Regions from separate parts of the Mus musculus genome. Here region 1 is linked to region 2. The links are chromatin contacts, called in public HiChIP or PLAC-seq maps. All regions are on one chromosome and are shown on one strand. Each heading gives the region's core, a stretch centred on a gene start, on an enhancer-like site or on the middle of the called end of the contact. The rest is flanking DNA. Distances are from core to core; before and after follow the strand shown. Region 1 overlaps D630003M21Rik (RIKEN cDNA D630003M21 gene). Region 2 has its middle 23 kb from the start of Gm14279.

Region 1 (3,964 bases), core at 122-2,621, 720 kb before region 2:
ACAAGAGCTGTAAAGAGAGAAGTCCCAGGAAGGATCTTAATTGGCCAAGCTGTGGTCATGTGTCCATGACTGGACCAATCACAGTTGACCAGAGGAACAGGGTATTAAGATGGACCAAACCCTCTGAGTCATGTGTCTGTCTCTGTCTTTGTCTGTCTGTCTGTGTCTGTCTGTCTGTCTGTCTCTCTGTCTCTGTCTCTCTTGTCTCTGTCTCTTTGTCTCTATCTCTCTGTCTCTGTCTGTCTCTGTCTCTCTGTCTCTTTATCTGTCTGTCTCTTTGTCTGTCTCTCTCCCTCTCTTTCTCTCTCCTTCTGTCCCCCCTCTCTCGTTTTAAGACAATAGTAAGGTGATCACCAAAGAGTCAGACTTCTGATTCCCCTTGCCCTCGTCCCTCAGAGGTTTGCCGATGCCTCTTGAGCAATTGTTAGCTCCCCTGCCCACTGCCACCCCCAACAAGAGCCACGCTGCCAATCCTAGGAGTCACAGCATCTAGTAGGAATGCCCCCACCCCATGGCAACTGCACCCGAATGGGAATAGTAGAATGCAGTGTCTCCAGAAGCCTTTGCCAATGGCCTCTCCATGGCTCCCTGACCCTATTGCATGAAGATCCTCCTCCCACCCCACCCCCTTTTACCTCCTCTTGACCAGCCACACAACTGTCACTTTGTTCAGCTGACCAAACCACAAGGGCAGGCCTGGAGACATAGCGCTGTTGGTAGAAGGCTTGCCTGACATATGCAAAGCCCCGGGGCTGCATTCATCCACATTAGATGGCATGGTGATGCATGCCCATGATGCCAGCACTCCGCAGGCAGAAGCGGGAGCATCAGAAGTTCAAGGTCATCTTCAGCTACAGTGGAAGATCTAAGCCAGCCTGAGCTACACGAGAGACCCTGTCTTAAAAGGAAAAATAAGTCAAAACCATGCTTTCCCTGTCCCCTCCTTTCTCAGTGGCAAATTTACAGCCTTTCTGTGTCTTTATTTTTAATTTTGATTTGGCTGTCATGGACAAATCCATGTCACCTCAGAATAGACAGGAGCAAAAACAAGCACACAGTAGGTCGTTTGAAGTCAGGCTCTCTGCTTCAAACCAAGACGTAATTACTGAGACTATGGGGGATTCATGTTGCCTCTTTGAAGCGCCACACCTCCACCCCTGTAGGCAAGAGAGATTACAATGGCAGAATGCTAATCTAGCAATGGCCATCTTAAGGTGCTGGTCTGGCAAGGCAGAGGTAGGTCAAGTTTCCCGACTTCTCATTCAGTACTGTCTCTGTGTCATTTTAAATGCTCAGCTTGAAAACCAGACACCTGGGCTGGCAAGATGACTCAGTAGTCAAAGGCTCTCACCACCCAAGCCTGGTGACTCAAAGTCAATGCCTGGAACCCACACAAAGATGAAAGGAGAGAACCCAGGCCTCAGAGTTAGTCTGTGACCTCCCCATGGATGTTTGCTTTGATACACTTACACACACATGCACACAAGCAGGTATTTTCAGAAGGGAGTGAATTCATGTTCCCTTCTGCATCCGTACTCGATCTATCTCACACCAGCCCAGAAATACCAGTGTGTTTTATTCAACTCCGATTTGCAGATAGAGAGATCAAATCTCAGAGCAGCTCAGTCACAGATATAAACAACCCATTTAGACCTCAGATCCATGTCTTTCTGGCTTTGAGGGGAGGGAGGGTCTAGCTGGGTTGGGAAAAGTTTAGGGTAGATGGGAAGAGAGGGTCATGAAGCAAGCAGGGTTGCCATGGAAGGCACCTGCTGATTGGTACTTGGAGCACTGGCCTTCCCTCAGGCCCAGGAGGCTAGCAAGCATCTTCAAAGTCAACACCAAGGGTAGGAACAAGTGACCTCACACACTCTGAGAGCAAAGGCCTCTTTGGTGCCTCGTTCTGGGCATCTCTCTTGCCTTTGCCTGGTCCCTGGCTATTTGAGGTCCCATGTGGGAGAGGGAAGGAAGTTGACCAAAGCCAAGGTCCCCTGGAGCCAGTTTCTCTTATGCTTCCCCCCCCCCAACTCTCTCTGCAGGCCCTCTATACCCACTGCCTCTTCCTGCATGAGGGCTGGCCGTTGTGTCTGCGGGATGAAGTTGTGGTACACCTGGCACCACTCAATCCACTCCTGCTACGTCAGGGTGATTTCTACCTTCAAGTAGAGTCCTGGGAGGAGCAGTCTGTCCACATGACACTCAAGTGTCTCTCTTCAGACCTCCGTGAGGTGGACAAGAAGCCAATTCCTGAGTCCTCCTACTCTCTCATTTTCACCCCAGAATGGTTGGAGGCCATCAACAATGACTTTGAGGGACGTCCCTTACACAACTGTCTCGTGGCTTCAGAAAATGGGATCACACCTGTGCCTTGGACCAAGATTACCAGTCCAGAGTTTGTAGATGACAGACCCCCAATAGTGAAGGTCCCTTCCTCAGACGGGGACTCCTGTCCACTAGAAGACCTCCATCTGAGCAGACCCCAGGAGCCATACCAGGCTGGTGACTTGGGCGGCAAGGGATCTGTGGCCCAGATCTGGGATAAGGGTAAAGGGAAGTTGTCTGGGGACAAGTATCCAGGGCTCATCAAGGTGGAGCCAGCAAGGTCAGGTCAGCTCGCCTTTAGGACAGACAGTGAGGCCAGCCAGAGCCTGGAGGGGGACTATGTGGCTCTCCTGGGCTTTCCCCAAGAGTATAGAGGGGCATCCCCAGACAGTGAGGTAGTGACATTAAGTGTAGATATTCAAAAATCACAGGAGACAAGACCCAGAACTAAGGGGGCACCTCTGCTTGGAAAGACCCTTCCTCTCTCGGGGCCTGCTGGGGCACCTCCCTTGGGAAGATGGGCATGTGAAAGGCCAGCAGGCTCAGGGGAGAAGCCCTGTAGCGGAGGCTCAAGGAGAAAGGCCAGGCATAAAGCATCTGGCCACACTGCAGTGCGACAGCCACAGCAGCCCCATACTAGTGTCCCGGAGAAGCTGCCGGACTGTACCTCTGGCCTGGTGGAAGACACTGAGGAAGAACCAGCAGCCTCTGAGATGCAAAAGCCTGTGGGAATGCCAGAAGCCATGGTTCGGCTCAGGCCTGGGCCAAGACAAGCATTCTCTCCCCTCCTGTCTTCAGCTGGCCCTGGATCCCCAGCGGCTGAGACAAAGACAGAGGAGACCACACTAGGACATGGGAGAGCTTCCAAGCCTGAGGACTGCCTCAATAAGAACGCCTCCTTCCATGGGTCCCCCGCTCCTGGGCTCCAGTTCTCCTTCTTGAAAGAACAGAGGGTACCCCATGTGACCCCCGAGAAGGCCCTACTCCAGCATGCCAGGCCTCGGAAGGCCCTGTGCCCCCTCTACTCTCTGCAGCCTTGTGAAGCCAAGGCCCCAGGCAAAGGTAAGAGCCCACATTCAGCAGGACAAAGGCAGACTTATATCTTGGTGCAGAAGACTCGGGCTGTGAGGATCAGGGCCACACTGCTGTCCCACTCTCAGGGGGCTAAAGACATCTCACTACTGTCCAGCTGAGCAATACTACTGGGGTTTTTTGGGTTCACATTCCAGCTTTGGGGCATGCTGTGTGACCTTGGCCAGACGTTTAGCCTCTCTGAATTTAGGCCTCTTTCTCTGCTGGGGACTTATATCTCAGAGATGCTCTGATGGTTCAAAGATGCGCCTGAAGGAAATAACTTAGCATCACTGGCAGAGAGCAGATCACACTATAAGTTGTGTTGTCACTTGGGTGGGAGAGGAAACGCTGTCCCTTGAAAAGTCTGTCTCCTGGATAACATCTCCTGCTTTGTCATTCTTCTTCCCCAGATGGAACAACTCTCCCCACAACATCTGGCTCAGGCCCACTGTCTGGGGAGCCGCCTGGCTTCCGGAGAGATTCTGCAGGTCCTCCAGGGGGAGGACTTCGCCTGGAGGAGTGTTCTAGGACTAAGCCCAGGATTGAGACCCTGGGAGTCAAGCTTCTC
Region 2 (4,295 bases), core at 195-2,694:
ACTGGAGTTGCTCACTCTGCAGCCTTGGCTGTGCCAGTACTTCCAGATATCCACCTGCCTCTGCTTCTGGCATTCTGAGATTATAAGCCTGTATTCCATGCCTGATGTTTTAATGGTTTTTGTTTTATTTTGAATGTTATGTGTATGAGTGCTTTGTCTACAGGTGTGACTATGCACCATATGCATGTAATTCCCTCGGAGGCTTGAAGAGGGCATTGGATTCCCTAGGACTGGAGTTACAGACTGTTGTGAGCTATCATGTGAGGGCTGGGAATTGAACCTTGGTCCTGTGGAAGAGCAAGGCCAGTTCTCTTAACCACTGAGCCATCTCTCCAGCCCTCAAGCTTTGTAAATTCATTACAAATGTTCCTAAATTTGAGTGTCAATCAAAGTGGCACTTTCCTGTTGGGACACCTCCAATACACACACACCACTGCCACCACCGTCACCACCACTGTCATCATGACTACCACTACCACATTGGGACAGAGACAGTGATGACCACATCTAAAGGGAACAGGGAGAAATCAGAAGCTGAGTGGGGCAGAGAACAGGAAAGAGAGAGAGTGACTCAGAGTCCTAGGGAGGACTTTACTTTTTATACGAAGATGACGAAGCCGTGTATCACTAAGAGATTAAATATTAACTCTGGAGAAAAAGCAGAGGCAGCAGGGGAAGAGAATCAGAGCACTTACAGAAGAGATGCATGTCCATACATCCCATGTCCCCTCCTGTGCTGCCCCCCCACCTGTGTAGACACCACCTTAAGATGCTCACAGAGAAAGCCAAACCCCAGTGCCCAGGAAAAATGTCCCCAGGGCTATAGCAAGAGGGGCTGCTCATCAACCATGGCAATGGATGTGGGGGTCTCTCAGGTGAGAAGAAACCAAAGTTTGAGTGGACCTCAGGCCCTGGGAAGGACACAGCAGGTAAGAGAACCCTGAGAAAAAGGGAACAAGGAAAACCAGGAGGCTCAAGAGGAAAGAGCTGATTTGACTGGCAGTCCAGGGGGTGGGGTGGACATGGTGGACTCAGGCCACCAGGAGGCCACCAGAGCGTAGGGTGGGGAGTGGTGGGTCAGATCCCAGTATCCCTTCCATTCCCTGTGACCTGTGGATCAAAAGGAACATTAGTCAGCAAGTGGGGACTATAGGTCAGTTGAGGGAGGTGAAGGAGTTCTGGCTCCTCTCCAGAACCCCAGGAGAGGGGAGATGCTGGGCATTCTCAGGGAGGAGTGGCGTGTGAACACAGGCCCGGAGGAGAAAGCTGGAAGGAAGAGCTGTCTGAACTTAAGGAGTAGAGAGAAGGGAGTAATGGAGAGGGGAGGCAGGAGGTGGAGCTGGAGCCCAGAGACTCCAAAGACTTGCTGTGTTGTGGGTGACGGGTGTAACATTTAGAGGTGACACAAAATGGGAAGTGTGTGTGGTGCCTGGCCCCTCCCCCTTCCCCTCTCATGACATGAGGTCAATGACTTTCTCTGCCTCACACTTCTGCCAGGGTGTGTCACCACAGATCTAAAAGCAACAGAGGCCACCAACCAAGGACCAAAAAGTCTACCACACCGAGGTCCATATAACTCTTTCCAGTGTGAGCTGCTCATTAGGGTTTGATGCAATGTTTCAGGAAGCTTCCAGACAGTCATGGGAAGTGTTGACATGTGTGGGTATAACTCCACAGCATGATCCACAGGCAGGCATAAGCAACACAGCGGCAAAGGGAGGGAAATATTGTCTCAGGAGCCTCATAAGTAGGTGGCAGGATTCAAGAAGAGTGGGTAAAGGGCACTGGAGGGGGACGGCCTTCCCTTGGCATGTTGAAGCTGGAAAGATACAATGCAAGGGGGGAAAAGTAGGTAACAGAAAGAAAGACACACTCCAGGCTGGTGAGATGGCTCAGTGGGTAAGAGCACCCAACTGCTCTTCCGAAGGTCTGGAGTTCAAATCCCAGCAACCATATGGTGGCTCACAACCATCTGTAACAAGATCTGACTCCCTCTTCTGGAGTGTCTGAAGACAGCTACAGTGTACTTACATATAATAAATAAATAAATCTTTAAAAAAAAAAAAAGAAAGAAAAAGAAAGACACACTCCAAGGGTGATCCCCAAAAACCCTTTTGGTGAACTTTTGTCACCCTCAATCACCTTGGGGTGTGAGTGGACTCAGGTTCTTCAGAGTGTACTGGGAATTTGAATTCTCTGCCCTCAGCAAGCACATGGTAGCTACTCAGCTCATATTTGTTGACATGGATAGATGGGTGGGTGGATATATGAATGTATATGTGCATATGCAGGTAAGTAGGTAGATGATAGATAGATAGATAGATAGATAGATAGATAGATAGATAGAGATAGATGTAGGTAGATAGATAGACAGATGATAGATGATGGATAGATAAATAAATGATAGATGATAGCAGATGACAGATAGATAGATAGATAGATAGAGATAAATGTAGGTAGATAGACAGATGATAGATGATGGATAGATAAATAAATGATAGATAATAGATAGACAGATGATAGATAGATAGATAGATAGATAGATAGATAGATAGATAGACAGACAGACAGGTATAGATAAATAATGGGTGGGTGGATGGATGGATGGATGGATGGATGGATGGTAGATGGATAGACAAGCAGTCAGATGAAGAAAGACAGAAAAGGTGGAAACTAATCTTGTTCATGAACATACACATAATGCAAAGAAAAAACCAGAATCACATAGAAATGCCTGGCATAATGGCTCTTGTGCTTGTAACCCAAACACTGTGGAGGCAGAGAAGGGTGGCTCCCAGATGCTTGCTGGCCAGCCACCCCAGCCTAATCCAGCCAAGTCCAGGCCAATGAGCAACCCTGATTCTAAAAACAAGGTAAGATCTGTGTAGATGACTCTTTCAGTAAAGTGTGTGGCACAAAAGCATGAGGACCCATGTCCAGATTCCCCAGAAGCCCCACAAAAGCCAGGACTGGTGACATGGCGTCATAATCCCAGACCTGAGGGGACAGAGACAAGTGGATCCCTGGAACTGAGAAAGATATCCACTGTAGGCTCCTGCCTTTTACACACAGAGGCATGCATGCTCTCTCTCTCTCCCTCTCTCTCTCTCTCTCTCTCTCTTTCTCTCTCTCTCTCTCTCTCTCACACACACACACACACACACACACACAGCAGGGATGATGAACAGACAGCTAAACTAGACAAAAAGCCCTCTACACAGTAAGAGAAGGGGCGTGGCTGAGGGAGATGAAGACAGAGGCTAGCAATTATTACACACAAAGGAGTGAAGAGCCAGAGAGGCGCATGGGGTCTGGAGGCCACGTTGTGGGGGAGGCATACAGAGTGTGGGGGCCAGGTAGTGGGGGAGGTGCACAGTGTGTTGGCGGCTGCTTGTTGGGGCACTGCATGCATCTGAAGGGACAATGAGTGGCAGTCCAAGTTGTGGGAGAAACCTGAACAAAAGTCTGAGGAGACAAAGAAGCCCCAAGGACACATGTGTGGGAGCTCAGGCTGCTGCCTCCTCTTCTTTCTCTCTCCTGGGGTTCTGGAAACTTCCCATTGCTGATAAGTTGATCACAGCTCTGTGGGGTTCCACACCCCCAGCTCCTATCCTTCCACCTCAGCTCTGACTGAACGTACCTTCTTCAAATGTCCTTACTTTGAAGGGACATCTGTATGCTGCTGGGTCATGACGGAGTCCCTCTGTCCCATATGCTAAGTTCTGTGTATCTTACAAATACAATAGGGTCCAGGCAGGTGTAAAAATATTTTTAAAAGCAGCATGAGGCAACAAGGAGAATGTACTGCATAAGAAAACCGAGAGCACAGGTCCCTGACTCTCCCCACCCTGTCTCTCTCTCTCTGTCTCCCTGTCACCAGCAGGCTAAGGAGAAGTCAGTCTTATTCAGAGGGATAGGACTTGATCAGGAGACAGGTGGCCACACATACCACTGAGCTCCCTGCTCCCAGAGGAATGATGGCTGTGCCCAAGAGCTCTGACTCCAAGAGGAAGTCAGAGGGGCTTCTCTGAGAGGACAAAGTAGGCTTCTCTTTTGTACGTGGTGTGGAGTGAAGAGGGGCTAGAGGCATGGCAGCCACTCCAAAGGGAGTCCTCTCATGCTGCTGTTTCTAGGCTTCTGGTGTGGTCTAGTGGTCTAGGCAAGCCTTGGAAGGAGAGAGAAGATATAGGGAGACAGAAGAGGCAGGAGGGCAGTCAGGGCCCTAAGGAAAGAAGACAGGAGCCCCCAGTATCCAAGAGCCAGTGTCTATAGGCTTATGAGACAGGGAGTGTGGA

The links. HiChIP or PLAC-seq counts read pairs in DNA pulled down with a chosen protein or histone mark.
Region 1: a FOXA1 HiChIP or PLAC-seq map of pancreatic cancer cells shows a contact between it and region 2. The contact joins two enhancer-like sites. A contact is called at or near these places in 3 of 39 promoter capture datasets (the 3T3-L1 cell line and the C10 cell line), 1 of 484 Hi-C or Micro-C datasets (the G1E-ER4 cell line) and 1 of 115 datasets of contacts at active chromatin or transcription factors (pancreatic cancer cells).

What each region holds. Positions count from the first base shown.
Region 1 is chr2:158,215,853-158,219,816 of GRCm38.p6, reverse strand. It overlaps D630003M21Rik (RIKEN cDNA D630003M21 gene), which reads left to right. Exons shown (of 14, transcript NM_177657.5): 3 at 2,040-3,384; 4 at 3,807-3,964. Among named protein-coding and RNA genes, the nearest start is that of D630003M21Rik, 11 kb to the left of the region's middle. Within about 2 kb of position 1,371, at least 8 of the 459 cell types and tissues checked have an H3K27ac peak or open chromatin away from gene starts, as enhancers often do. A contact at or near this core is called in pancreatic cancer cells, where this site is marked.
Region 2 is chr2:157,497,725-157,502,019 of GRCm38.p6, reverse strand. No RefSeq gene overlaps it. Among named protein-coding and RNA genes, the nearest start is that of Gm14279, 23 kb to the left of the region's middle. Within about 2 kb of position 1,444, at least 54 of the 459 cell types and tissues checked have an H3K27ac peak or open chromatin away from gene starts, as enhancers often do. A contact at or near this core is called in pancreatic cancer cells, where this site is marked.